Linked DNA regions of Mus musculus: region 2 is linked to region 1. A link is a contact called in public Hi-C data. All regions are on one chromosome and are shown on one strand. The core of a region is the stretch at or near the end of the contact, and the rest is flanking DNA. Distances in the headings are between cores, read along the strand shown.

Evidence for each region. Hi-C and Micro-C count contacts between places; a contact is called where the count stands out from the background.
Region 2: a Hi-C map of pancreatic cancer cells shows a contact between it and region 1, with 4 times the contacts expected there. The contact joins the enhancer-like site here to the promoter of Ikzf2 in region 1. A contact is called at or near these places in 1 of 39 promoter capture datasets (the 3T3-L1 cell line), 1 of 15 datasets of contacts at CTCF or cohesin (CD8 T cells), 9 of 484 Hi-C or Micro-C datasets (the Ba/F3 cell line, the G1E-ER4 cell line, the HL-1 cell line and 5 more), 4 of 115 datasets of contacts at active chromatin or transcription factors (the HPC-7 cell line, the SCID.adh cell line, bone marrow-derived macrophages and 1 more) and 2 of 9 other capture datasets (adipose tissue and liver).

The regions. Positions count from the first base shown.
Region 1 is chr1:69,683,469-69,689,651 of GRCm38.p6, reverse strand. It overlaps Ikzf2 (IKAROS family zinc finger 2), which reads left to right and starts at 3,692. Exons shown (of 8, transcript NM_011770.4): 1 at 3,692-3,958; 2 at 5,480-5,528. The coding sequence starts at 5,495.
Region 2 is chr1:69,607,336-69,613,518 of GRCm38.p6, reverse strand. All of the region lies in intron 3 of Ikzf2 (IKAROS family zinc finger 2), which reads left to right. Among named protein-coding and RNA genes, the nearest start is that of Ikzf2, 76 kb to the left of the region's middle. Within about 2 kb of position 2,193, at least 28 of the 459 cell types and tissues checked have an H3K27ac peak or open chromatin away from gene starts, as enhancers often do. A contact at or near this core is called in the G1E-ER4 cell line, adipose-derived mesenchymal stem cells, embryonic fibroblasts and 1 more, where this site is marked.

The sequences.
Region 1 (6,183 bases), core at 2,443-4,942:
TCAAGCATATAACTGCCTAACAAATTGCATACAGAGTAGCTATGGCTAAGGGCATAAGTAAATCCATTCTTTAACCACTACCAAAATATCGTGAAGGGAAATCTTGGCCAACGTGAATTGCTACGGTTTATATGTGGTCACTTTCTCATGAATGCATTAGATTGTGAGTCCAGGTGCCAAGGTCAGACTTCAGAAATATTAAACTGAACTACCCAATTTAGCTTGTAAACACATTCATGACTTCTTCAGAAAACCTGAATTCATTGTAGTCTCTGAATGAGAAAGGAACATGGGATGTTTTTTAAAAAAAATCTAATTCCCACTCTTCAGAATGCCCTCCTAAAATTTGGGCTTCATGAGTTCCTGCCTAAATAGCTCTCTCTTGGGGGACGACTGTGTCTGCTAATAAACTGTCCGAAGGTTTAACCACTAGGGGGAGAGGGTGTGCCTCTGGTGGCTAGGGAACCAATGGCAGCAAATCGGTACACGGATAAGCTAGGAGAGATCTAGATCAAGCAGTGGTCAGCTAGGTGCAAGGACCACATCAAGTGTGGTAGTTTGGTAACTTAGGATGGCTTCTCCAGATCTCACAATGAATCTTCTTCTGCAGACGGATTCTGTGGCTTTTAACTAGGAAGACTTTAGTACTGAATGTTTAAGTCTTTCCCAAGGACCACCATGACTTTGCAGATACGCTGACACTTTTCAAGTGGGAAGGAACACTCTGAGAACTTCTTTCACACTTCATAGTATGTCACCTTTTCTATACTGTAGCGTCACACGCGCCAGCTTTCTGAATTTGCTGTCTGTTGAATTGATTAGAAAGACTCGACTCCTAGATTCTCTTTAGTTTGACCTTTCCAAATCTAACGTTAAGTGTGTGTGTGGGGGGGGGGGGCGGGGGCGGGGATTTTATTCAGAGAGCTGAGGAGTAGGTAAAAATGTTAGTTTTAACAATGTCACAGATATTGCAACTTTAAAGAAAATCATCAGGAAATTATTGAAAACCCGAGCACAAGTGGTTTACTCCCAATGAAATGATTATTTGCTTTAAATCATCATTTTCTATAATTAAAAAAAATGAACTGAACCTATAAGAACAAATTGCTTAGTAACTACAATAGATATAATAAGGTTGTAAAAAGTGAAAATAGATACACTGGACATTATTAGTGTATTCATTGTATACCACTGTGAACCTTTGCTCACACCAGAATCTAAACACAAGGCAGAGCGGTGCTTAAGGTGAAAGTTGATTTTATTTTCAATGTGTCATATGGCTTGCTTCCATGGAAAAGGGGGAAGGGAGAAAACTCTCAGCAACTATTTCTGGGATTCTTTAAAGGAGTGGGAGGCACAGCGCCTGCTCCTCTTTCAGCATTGATTTTCAACACAATATGCGATACGGTTTCTCAGAAATGTTGTTTGGCACTCCTGATAATTTCATGTGATTTCAAACTTAAACCACTCAGACTACACAGTTCAGTATTTTCAGCTCCTTTCATTTTCCTTTTCCCTTTAATTATAGAATTCTTTATTCCCCTTTCTGTGGTCAAGAAAGATAGTAAATGCTGCTATTTGTAGATTGAAAATGCATTTATTTTCTCAGGACGATTCCTATGCTCTTCGCCCAACAAATGTAAACGTCGTGATTGGCATAAGGCTAGGCTACACTTCCAGGCTAACAACTTTTTCGAACCTCACGGTTCCTTTGACTCGGGTGGATGTGGCACACGCCGGGACAGGGGTGGATATAAACAGCAAGTAAACACTCTAATTTTAAACTTGCACTGGGAAGCACTTTCACAATGGGGACAGTGGCGCTCGCTCCGTGTCTCCCAGGGCACTCGCAAGGGTCCCTCTGTCCGGCTCAGTGTCCCAGATCCTCCGGGTGCCGGGAGCCGGGAATCCGGGGAGGTACCGGGCCAGAGAGAGAACTTCCCGCGGCCGACATGAGCCGGGGGAGCCCGAGATCGTCCCTCCCGCGCGGCCAGCGGAGAACGTGAGCAGCGGGGCGCGGGGAGAGGGGCGGAGCCGGCGCGGGGGGCGCGCGGGGCGCGGAGGAGGCGCGGAGGAGGCGCGGAGCCGCGCGGCACTTGTCCTGTAATCGATTGCCGAGCGCGCCGAACGAGCGGCCGAGCGCGCAGACACGCGCCCCCGCCCCTCCCGCCCGCGCGCTCGCCCGCTCGCTCGCTCGCTCACCCGCCCGCCCGCTCCCGGCTCTCACGGACCCGGGCGCTCGCTGACGACCCCCCCCCCAACCCCCTCCGCGCGCGCGCGGCCGCCACCGCCGCCGCCGCTGCCCGCCCTCCGCCCGCGGGCGTCTGCGCGAGCCCGGCCGGCGGGGGAGATGTGCTCGGGCTCCGCCGGATCGGTTTCTCGGGGTTTGACCAGCTGTCCCGGGCTAACCCTGCTCCTCGCTGAAGATGGAGGAAGTAAAAACAGGATTACCCTTAGCTACAGATCCACTGCCTTAGTTTCCACCACCAACTGCAGTGCACAAACACACGTTAGGCACAGGAAAGAAAGAAAGAGAGAGAGGGAGAGGACACACTAACAGTAAACACAAACAAAAGGGTGATGGGATTATTTTACTGCATGCACTGCTGAGGTAAATCTCCGCTTGGCTTTTTGCGTGGGGAAGAACAGCTCTTGTTTTATTTGTCTTCTGATTCATAGATTATCTATCAATTTGTGTATGGTTTGCAAAGGGGTTGGGGAGGGGGAGTGTTTTCAAAGTTAAGTGTAATGATATGGAATCTTGTTTAACAGTGTGGTGTGATCGAATGACTTGTTGCTGTTAACCAGGGATAATAATAATATAGACGCTTTTCTTTGGGGAGGGATGGGTTGTGGCTCTGATTAGGGAAATGATCTCTGTTAAGGACGCTCAGGGAATTTCGTTGAAGATGATGTCCTTTGCCTTAATGTATCGTCCCCTCCTTGTAATCTGCTTCTGGGATGTTAATGGACTAATCAGTTCTCATCTTTATAGCTGTCATGGATTTGGACTTGTTTTTGCTTTGTTTTAACTTGAATTCCAAGAAGAAAGATTGGATAACCTGGCATAGATTGCAGCTGTCTGGATAGAGGCTATTATACTGTTGAGATTGAAAACAAAACAAAACAAAAATAATAATAAAAATCTGGTGTGACACATGTATAACAGCAACAGTTAAATCGCTTTGACAGGTTCTGGTATGGACGAAGGAGATGGAATGAAGATTTAATTTCTTTTTCTTTTTCTTTTTTTCCTATTTTGCCAGAGGCCACAAAACAGTCCTGTGAAGTTGGCCTAGGTTCCTTGCTGGGTTCTGCCTGACTGTCCCTCCCCTCGTACCCCCCCTCCCCTTTTTCTTTCAGTTTTCTTGTCTTAGCTTTTGGTCGATTCTTAAGGAACCGGTGGATCAAGTTTTTTCTCTTCTCGTTAATCGCATTGCTGTAGCACTGACCTCTCTCTCTTTCTCTCCCTCCCTCCCTGTCTTTTTTTTTTTTTTTTTTTTTTTCCTCTTTCCTGAAAGTACGTGGTGCCATTCCTGAGTGACTTTTCCTACTAGACCATCCCAAAGGGACGAGGGGGCGGGGGCGGGGGAGGAGGAGGACGAGGAGGAGGAGAAGGAGGAGGAGGAGGAGGAGGTTGGGGGGGAGTGTTCCTTCTCTCTCATTTCTTGGTTTTGTTTATCAGCCGATCTGTTTGCTGGATTCGGTCTTGGAATGACCCACCTGTAAAGTGCTTTCCCTCCTCCTCGGCTTCAACTCTGCAGGGGGCTTTGCCTGGAGGGGGCAGGGAGGGAAGGGGGGGGGGACACAAAAAACTTCTTTCTTTCTTTCTTTCTTTCTCCGTTTCTCTTCAGCCCGACATTGTCACCTCCTCCTTGAGGGGTTAGAAGAAGCTGGGAGCTCCCGACAGAGCTGGAAATGGTGATGACTGTTTTTTAATCAGAGGACAATTTCTTTTGTATGTACATTTTGTTTCTCTTTCTCCTTTTTCTTCCTTTTTCTTCCTTTTCCTTCACTGAGGGTTTAATAACCCTTTCACTGTTGGCGCAGACTTCTTTTGCTTCTAACTGACGCTTCTTTTTAGTATGTGTGTTAAATGTGTACATTTTTAAAGAGATAGACTCATTTGTAAGCTCTCGGTAGAAACTGCTCCCCTTTAAAACTTTCCGGGTCCCTTTCTTTCAAACCTTACGTAACCTAATTGAAAGAATTTGATAAGAGTAGAGCAGGTCGGAATTTAACTGCTATGTAGTGACTGGGAATTTGATCTGATTATTCCATAAAGAAAGAAAGAAAAGTTTTTGGGGGGCGGGAGGGGGGTAGGGAGGCTGGTGGTGAAGGGGAGGGGAGGGAGAAGGGAAGTGGTTTTGGAGACAAGAAGTGAAGCTGCCTGTTTTCCAGTAAGTAATGGAGAAATTCCAGGAGCTAGGGCTAAATATACTTGGCGATCAATACAGAAATGGCTCATTGTGAATAATTTAGCTGCTGGTGCTTTGAGAGTTTTGAAACTAAAGGCAAAAAGGACCTGGGCCAAAGGGGGGAAAAATAAGTAAAAATCTTTTTCAGGACTTGTCAATTCTGTAACTTTTTCCCTCAAAGAATACAGTTAGATTATCGATCTTCTTATGATGTGAATCAAAGCTAGGGGGTGTTGTCTCATGCAATTTACTTTTGTTTCTGGGGATACAAAAGTATTTGTGTTATTGATGCATGAAAATCATTCCTCACACTTGGGGAGAGGAAAATCCTCCCCTCCCCTCGTGCACAGCCAAAAGTTTCTGACTTGTTGGAACTCCGAATGTCTCAAGTAGGCTTGGCATTGTCTCCGGCCATAGTCTGGCAGGAAATTAGGGTACGTGGAACAGGTGCTCACACAGGATTTGGGGTGGGCTAAAACGTCAGTACAAGCCAGAGTTGGCCAACTGCCGCAAAAGTCTTTGGGATACAGTCTAGTACTAAGTAGTTTTGTTTTGTTTTGTTTTCTTATGTTTTGTTTGTTCTCTGTGCCCCCCCCCCCCCCCCATTAGAACATGATGAACCAACTTGCAACAATTGTGAATAGAGCTGTCTGTATACTAGGGAAGTACTCAAACTGCAGGGCGATTGTGGGAAGTAGTGAGTGGTAAAATACTTAGATAGCAGTTACAGTTGGCAAATTGGAGATTACCCTCTCCTATTTTTTCCCCCAATAAACCGGGTAAATTTTGACGAGAGAGAGTCGTTCTTCTCTTGCTACAGCCCATCTCACAGGACACTTAGCGTCCCTATGTCCCTATCCTATCTCCAGCAGGAATCAGATCATTTGCAGAGAGTTCAATGACTTGCAAATGAGCACGCACAGTACACTGTAGTATGTTTCTCAGGCACAGGTTGCAGGAGCAACATGCACTACCTGCTTGGGGCTTGAAATAAGTGAAGAATTTAATGGCAGATACAGGGAGGAATCCTTGGGTAAAGGTTGCAATCTTTTGTGTTCCAGCACTGCACTTTGACTATGGAAACAGACGCAATTGATGGCTATATAACATGTGAGTATTCCTTTTCATTAATTTGCTGTGGGCAATCAAGTGAGCTTCTTGCTCCCTGTGTGTGAGTCCCTGAGCCATGGGTCTTTAGTACGTGTTCTCCAGCTTTATTTGCTCTTCACCATTTCCCCTTGCAACAGATACGAGGAAGTATTACCAGGAGCAAACTAAGAAGGGGGCATAGAAATCTACTTTTTTCAGAAAGGACATTATTTAAGGCTTGTAGCCAGCAGATCTTTAGTTTCTTATTTGACTGGTTTCCCTGTTTAATTTAAATTTAGAATACCCCAGGTTATAGATATTTCTTCTACTGGGGGGTGGGGGTGGGGAGAAATGTACTAAAGATTTACTGCTAGGTAACCTGATTTTCCCAGACATATAATAGGAAGGAATTGGCTTCTTAAGTTCACCTTTCTTAAAAAAGCAAGCTCATTTGAACCATCCAGCAAACGTTTTAAAAAATATTTACTTTAAAGTACTTTATATTGATTAAATTAGATTATTAGAAAAACCTTGCTGTTTCTACTACAACTATTTTGGACCTCAGATGGTCTCTATTGTCATTGACCTGTAAGAATGCTATGATAATAAAGTTTGTTCACTTTTCTATTATAGGCTGTGTGTGTGTGTGTTTTCTCTACATTTCATTCATTTACTA
Region 2 (6,183 bases), core at 944-3,443, 75 kb after region 1:
CTTCAAGGATATAGCATGTTAAGGATCACATTGTCTGTACATACTATGTATTCGGCTCCTGAAGAAACAAGAGTTTACAGAAAACAAAGGCTTAATAGTTTTGTCCAACGTGTATTAAATTGACCCACCTTTGGATTGCGCTGTTAGCTGTTTGATTTAAAAAGTTGCTTATTAAGTTGAAGATGGAAGTTCCATTAAATCGTGCCCTTTGGATTTTGTTTCAGGATTAGGACAACCTTTCTATTACTTTATCTAATGGTCTAGTCACATTTTGCCCATTCTGTACTCCATATTTATATGAAGCAGTATTCTCAGCATTGCTGATTATAAAATCTAAATATCAATGTTTTGGTTACTTTTCTATTGCTGTGATAAAACACCATGATCAAGACATCTTAAAAAAGAAAACATTTAACTGGGCTTACAGTTTCAGAGGTTTGGGGTCCATGATGACAGAATATGGCAGTGGGAACATCTGAAGGTTCACATCTGAACTGGCAGGCAGGAGACTTCGAGGCACACTAGGAATTGTTTCAGTCTTTTGAAACCTCAAGGACTACCAGATGTAGATAACACCTCTAATCCTTCCCAAACAGTTCTACCAACTTGGGACTAGTAGAGTCAAATATATGAGCTTTGGGAGACTATGCTCATTCAAACCACCAAAGTGGGTCAACTATGAAAACATGGAAGATGCTCTATGTTTTAAAGCATCACATTCAGCCAAGACTTTGTCCTTTATGTAAAACCGCGTAATAATCACATCCACTTCATTGGTATACACATTGGCTTTTATTTTTTAAAAAAGGTAAAATTATCCTTATACCAAAATTGTTTTGAAGTAACTCTATTTTATTTTCACTAAATGTTTAATTAATTTCACATGACTATATATCTGTGTTAATGTCAACATTTCTCTATCAAATGAGGCAGTCACAGAGTAGAAAAATTAAGTCATCAGTCTTCAGCATGGTGGTATTGGATTAGAAGTGAGGAGAAAAGGGGGCATCCACAAGGGCTTCTGGGTTTTTGCTTCAATAAAAACTCATGGGCCTTCTTGAGTGGAGAGGAGTAGACTTGGAGATTGACAGGGAGAGTTCTATTGGAAACAGGTGAACGTAAAGATTCATTTCTAGAAGTCATGCAGATGAACATGTCTTCATCAAAGACATGTGTCTGAGCCAAAGGATTACGGAGTCAGATTGCTCTCGCTCAGGGTGGCCATTGTGAAACTCCTAGGTGTATGGTGGAGACCAGGGCTGCCAGGAGGTTTTACGACTTGGCATCCTCATGTGCAAGTCACCAAATATTCCTTGTTTTCACTGGGTTGTTTTGAAGATTAAAGCCGGATCATGTTGGTGAATCCCTGACAGTGCTTGACATGCAATTAGCACCCAATAAATATCTTTAATTGTTTTTAATTATTGTTGTTGTTGGCAAAAGGAGTAGGATTTTTAAGCTGAGATTAAATGTTTTGGAATGTGATTAGGATTTGCACTGATAATATCTTACTTGAATTGTATTGTTGTCCTTCATGGAAGTATTATAACCCACAAATTTGAATTCTGTAAGTATATGGGGGCTTATGATTTATCAGTATGTTTACTATTGTGAGGTAGTGGTCATGGCCTCTTAAATAGGATCTACCATACTGTATGCAAACCAAAGTTCCCAAGGAAGTAATGAGTCAAAATGCAATCGACAGATCACCTTTGGATTGCCAGTTTCTTGCTCCACTTGGGTTGATCTTTAGGTTGAGTTCCACAACCTTTGATTTGGCTCAGGTTTTCCGCCGATGAGACTTTCCCTTACCCTTGACCTTAAATGTTAAAATTACTGATTTCAAGTGGATTCATATTCTAGAATTTTTATTTTGTCTTCTTTTTTTCTGTAGAGTCAGTGTATGCTGTAGGATTTTGAGACTCCCCTTATTGCATTAACAGATTCTTAGGGCGCAAAGGCCAGATCACTTAAGAAAACCACAGTCTGTTTGGCAATAGTGGTGAACCTGGAGCAAAGCCAGCCACAGCCAGTATAAAGTTAGATTCCATTCCATCAGCATAATAGTTAATAATAGTCGGCTGATAGGGATGAGGAGTGTGCCTTCTCCCCCTCCTCCCATTCCTCACTAACCTCTCCACCTAATATACCATTCCTTTCCCCATTCCTAGAATTCTTTGCTTGAGCCCAGCTAGGGGATGCTGAGCTAGTGGCTGCTGTGTAAATGCCATAGTGGGGTCTTTCTGAAAGAACTGATAGCCCTGGTGGTGACTACTTAAAAAGCGAGTCATCTCCAGATGTCTTTAGGGATATAGAAAAAAGAGTCCTCTATTCATGTTTGTGTGCGAATAAAACCAAAATCCCGTCACTCTCCTGCTTTATCCCAGGTCATCAGAATCACTCTACTTTCTTCTAGCCAGATAGGAAAGATAGAATTATTTTAATGAGCTTAGTCGTAGTAAAAGTAAATCAGTTTCATTTGTGGTGTCTAGCCCCTAAGCGCACCCGAACTAGTCAAACATTTACAGCATTCCAGGAATTCTTTCCCTGAATTCTACAGGCTCGAATTTGGAGTTGCATTTAAACAGTGAGAAATATTGCTGGATGTGAGATCCACTAGTGTAGTATTGATGGGAAAATCCAACATCATTTTCCTGCATCTAAGCACTTCTTGGTGGGACCATGTCCTAGTAGGCAGCAGCCTCACATTGTGTAACTGTTGACGATAGCATTTTGGTGCTACCTGTAGTTTAGGGTAGCAATTGTCCTTTACCCTACATCTCACCACTACAGAAACACTTGCTAACTTCTAATCACTTGCTTCTCAAATTTAAGAGCTTGGCCAGAGTGATGCCGGAAAGTCTGCATTTTCCAGTGAGTAACGTCCATCTCTTCTGGGGATCTTGACACCCCCCTATCATTAACAAGTCCTCAGATTCCTTTAGAGAATGGAGCAAGGAGACCAGCCCCCCCCCAAATGTATAGTAAAGCATAACCAGGTTGTACCCGAGGATAAGTTATTTCTCAATAGAGTGCATTGTGCTGGCTGCCAAGCGAACCCAACATCTTCTTGCCTCCTTCCTTCTACAGATTATATTGTGGTTTCAGGTGTTGTTCTCAGGTCAGTTTCCCTGGTCATTAATGCTGCAACACCTCTGCTGAGTAGATATCTACTCTCTGGTTCTTTTATTACACCACTGTGTAACCAGCACTGGAGACTCAAGGGCTGAAGCTGTTTGTAAATAAAACTTTAAAAATAGTTCCTGGGACAAGGATGTGGAGAATCAAGTCCTACGTTTTATTTTCCAACAAAGCTTCGCTTAAGTGGAATCACAATGAACTAAGTCATTGTGATTCTTACTATATTAATCTCAGAACCATTCAGTCTCTATGATTCCAGGGGTATTACTCACCCTGCTAGTCAATGACAGCATGTGTCCAATCTATGTAATATCAAAAGTAATCTAACAGCATATAGTTGCTGCCTCTAGCATACTTTTAATAACAGCAAGTTCTTACCGTTTGGTTTGAAAATGATTACCATTATTTTCTAAGAAATTTTAGGCCCAAAAAAGGATGATTTGAGAAAGAATTCAGTTTAATTCAGTAAATGTTCTCTGAGCATTGTTGTGTGCTAGCCTCTGAGTTAAGTATTTAGAATGCAGAATGGATGAACTTGTCCCTGGGTCACAGTGTACAGTAGAATAGAGACAGTTGGATCATTTCATGCCCCTTACAATTGGAGTGTAGAGCCGCTCTTCTGTTAAAAGCCATTAGTTTTGCCAGAATTGGCCAGAAAGGGTTATTATCCTAGGAAATCACATTGGGTCTGAACCTTGAATGATGGGAGCTGGGAAATGAGGACAAACGGAGGCATCCAACACAAAGGAGCCACGCACAAGCAGACTGGGAGCAGTGTATGCTGGGGAAATGGAATTGCTTCAAGGTGGCAAAATATCACTTGTTTGTGGGTCAATGTTATTCTTGTCAAAGAAGGCCATATATGACATATATAAATGACCTTCGGATTATGATGAGGCTTTGGAGTCAAATTTGTAAGCAAGTTAGAAAATTCTTACAGAAGATAGATTTGGGTTTTGTTTTGTTTTTTTCAGAGGTGTGTGTGTGTGTGTGTGTGTGTGTGTGTGTGTGTGTGTGTGTGTGTTCAGGCGTGCACATGCCTGTGCATGCGTGTACACATGCATTGTCCATAGATACCAGAAGAGGGTATGAGATCCTGTAGAGCTGTTGTCATAGGCATTCCTGAGCTTCCTGAACTAGGCTGTGGGATGATTCGGGTCCTCTCAAAGAGCAGTATATGCTCTCTCCTGAACAGAACTGCTTCTCTGTACATCATGTAAGACTAAGAGAACGTTTCACATGAGTGAAGAGTATTTCCTGAGCTTGAAGGACTCATGTCTTTGTTTGTTTTTGTTGTTTTGGGGAAGTGTGTTATATCACTTGAAGATTCGTCTAATCACAGGATACATGGTGCTCTGTGTTAGGGCGTTAGTTGTCTTATGTAACCTGGTATCTGTCAGTACAGACCTTTAAATGTATGTCAAGGCCACAACTTTTCTCCAGCATATTGTCACTTTTGAGTAGCATAGGATGACTTTTAAAATCGTCTATTTTCTCATTGTTTTGAAGGTATTTTGTACTTTGACTTTGGTGCTTTTATAAGATCTAATATGTGTTTATTTCCGTGTCCCACATAAAGTAATTGTAAGTGATTTTCTAACTTTGACAAAGGCAGTGGGTGAGGATTGTTGTGAGAAAACTCTAGCCTGGCAGAATCCTTTATAGCAGGAAAGGGGTGAAGCTGGAGTTAGGTGTCTCTGTGGGCTAGACTCTAAGTAAAGACACTTCTTGGAACTATTTCATGTGTGTCACTCTTTAACGTATCCTTCTCTGGGAAGCAGTGGTTATGTCTGGAATTTCCCAGATCAAAGAAATATTCTAGGATGGGGAAACTGAAGCTGGCTAACACACTCCATTATGGACCGTTGCCAAATATCAGAGCTGGGCTTTGAAATGAAGGGTGAGGGTTCCCCCTTAGGTGCTGGCTTCTCTATAGCATGGATGGGTGTGCATCTCTCACCGGTATTTAAAAGGCAAGGCTTCGCTCATTCCAGCATCTGCGTTTGTACCTCTGAACTCACACGAGCTGAAATTCTATCACCTTAATAGTCAGTATTCACAACATAAGCCAGGTCTTAGTTTGGGGGTGTTTTTCTATTGCCATAGGTTTTAGTGAGTTTATTTTTGCTTTTGTTTTTGTTTCCCATACACTTGTTGCATTTTAACAAAAGGTTTTGAGAGATCCTTTTCTTAGAGCAGAGGTAGAAAATTGCAACTCTATAGGCAGAAGCAAGTACAAAGTAAACATAAAATGTGGTCCTAAATATGTGATTACCTGCAATGCCAAGCTGATCCTTTGGGATTTTACTTTGCAAGCCCATTTTGGAACGGCAAAAAAGGAAAACTTGAACTGTCAAATGTTGTAAAAATCTCCCAGCTTTTATGGATGCTATAGTTAATCAGCTGAAAGCCCCAAGTGAATCGATTATTACCAAATTTATGAGGGAGTCCTTTGGTACTCACTCAGGGCTTACCTGACTTACCCGCTGAGTTACCCACATTCTCATGATTCACCAAAAAAAAGGTATTTCTAACTTCATAAGATATGGTCTGAGTATTTCTTTCCTTCTATGGACAGGGCTTTGAGTGACTGTAATGGCGAGGTGTCTGTGCACGTGTGTTCAGATCCCAACCCTGTGGCAATCCTCTTAGAACTGCCTGAATGGAGGACTGGTCTCATTGCCAGCGGCAGCAGACTTTATAATGATGGTCTTCTATTGCGACCAACCTCGTCCTGTCACCATTGCTGGCTGACATTGTGCCACACACCCCGTAAAAAGGACACTGGTAAATAAAAAAGACAGAATACCTGACAGGTTCCTACCTTTGTATGAATGCTCGTCTGTTTAAGTAGCTGTTTTATTTCCTTAATTCGGCTGTAAACTCTTGAGTACAAAGCTCGTTCCCTCTCATTGCTTTTATTCTGCAGAGACATCACAATTGTTTTATACAGCAAACCTTTAGTATGTATTTTTTTTATTGCTACTGGATTTTATAATCAGTTGTTTCAACATACAGTGTGTAACGCTGAATAGGGCAGAA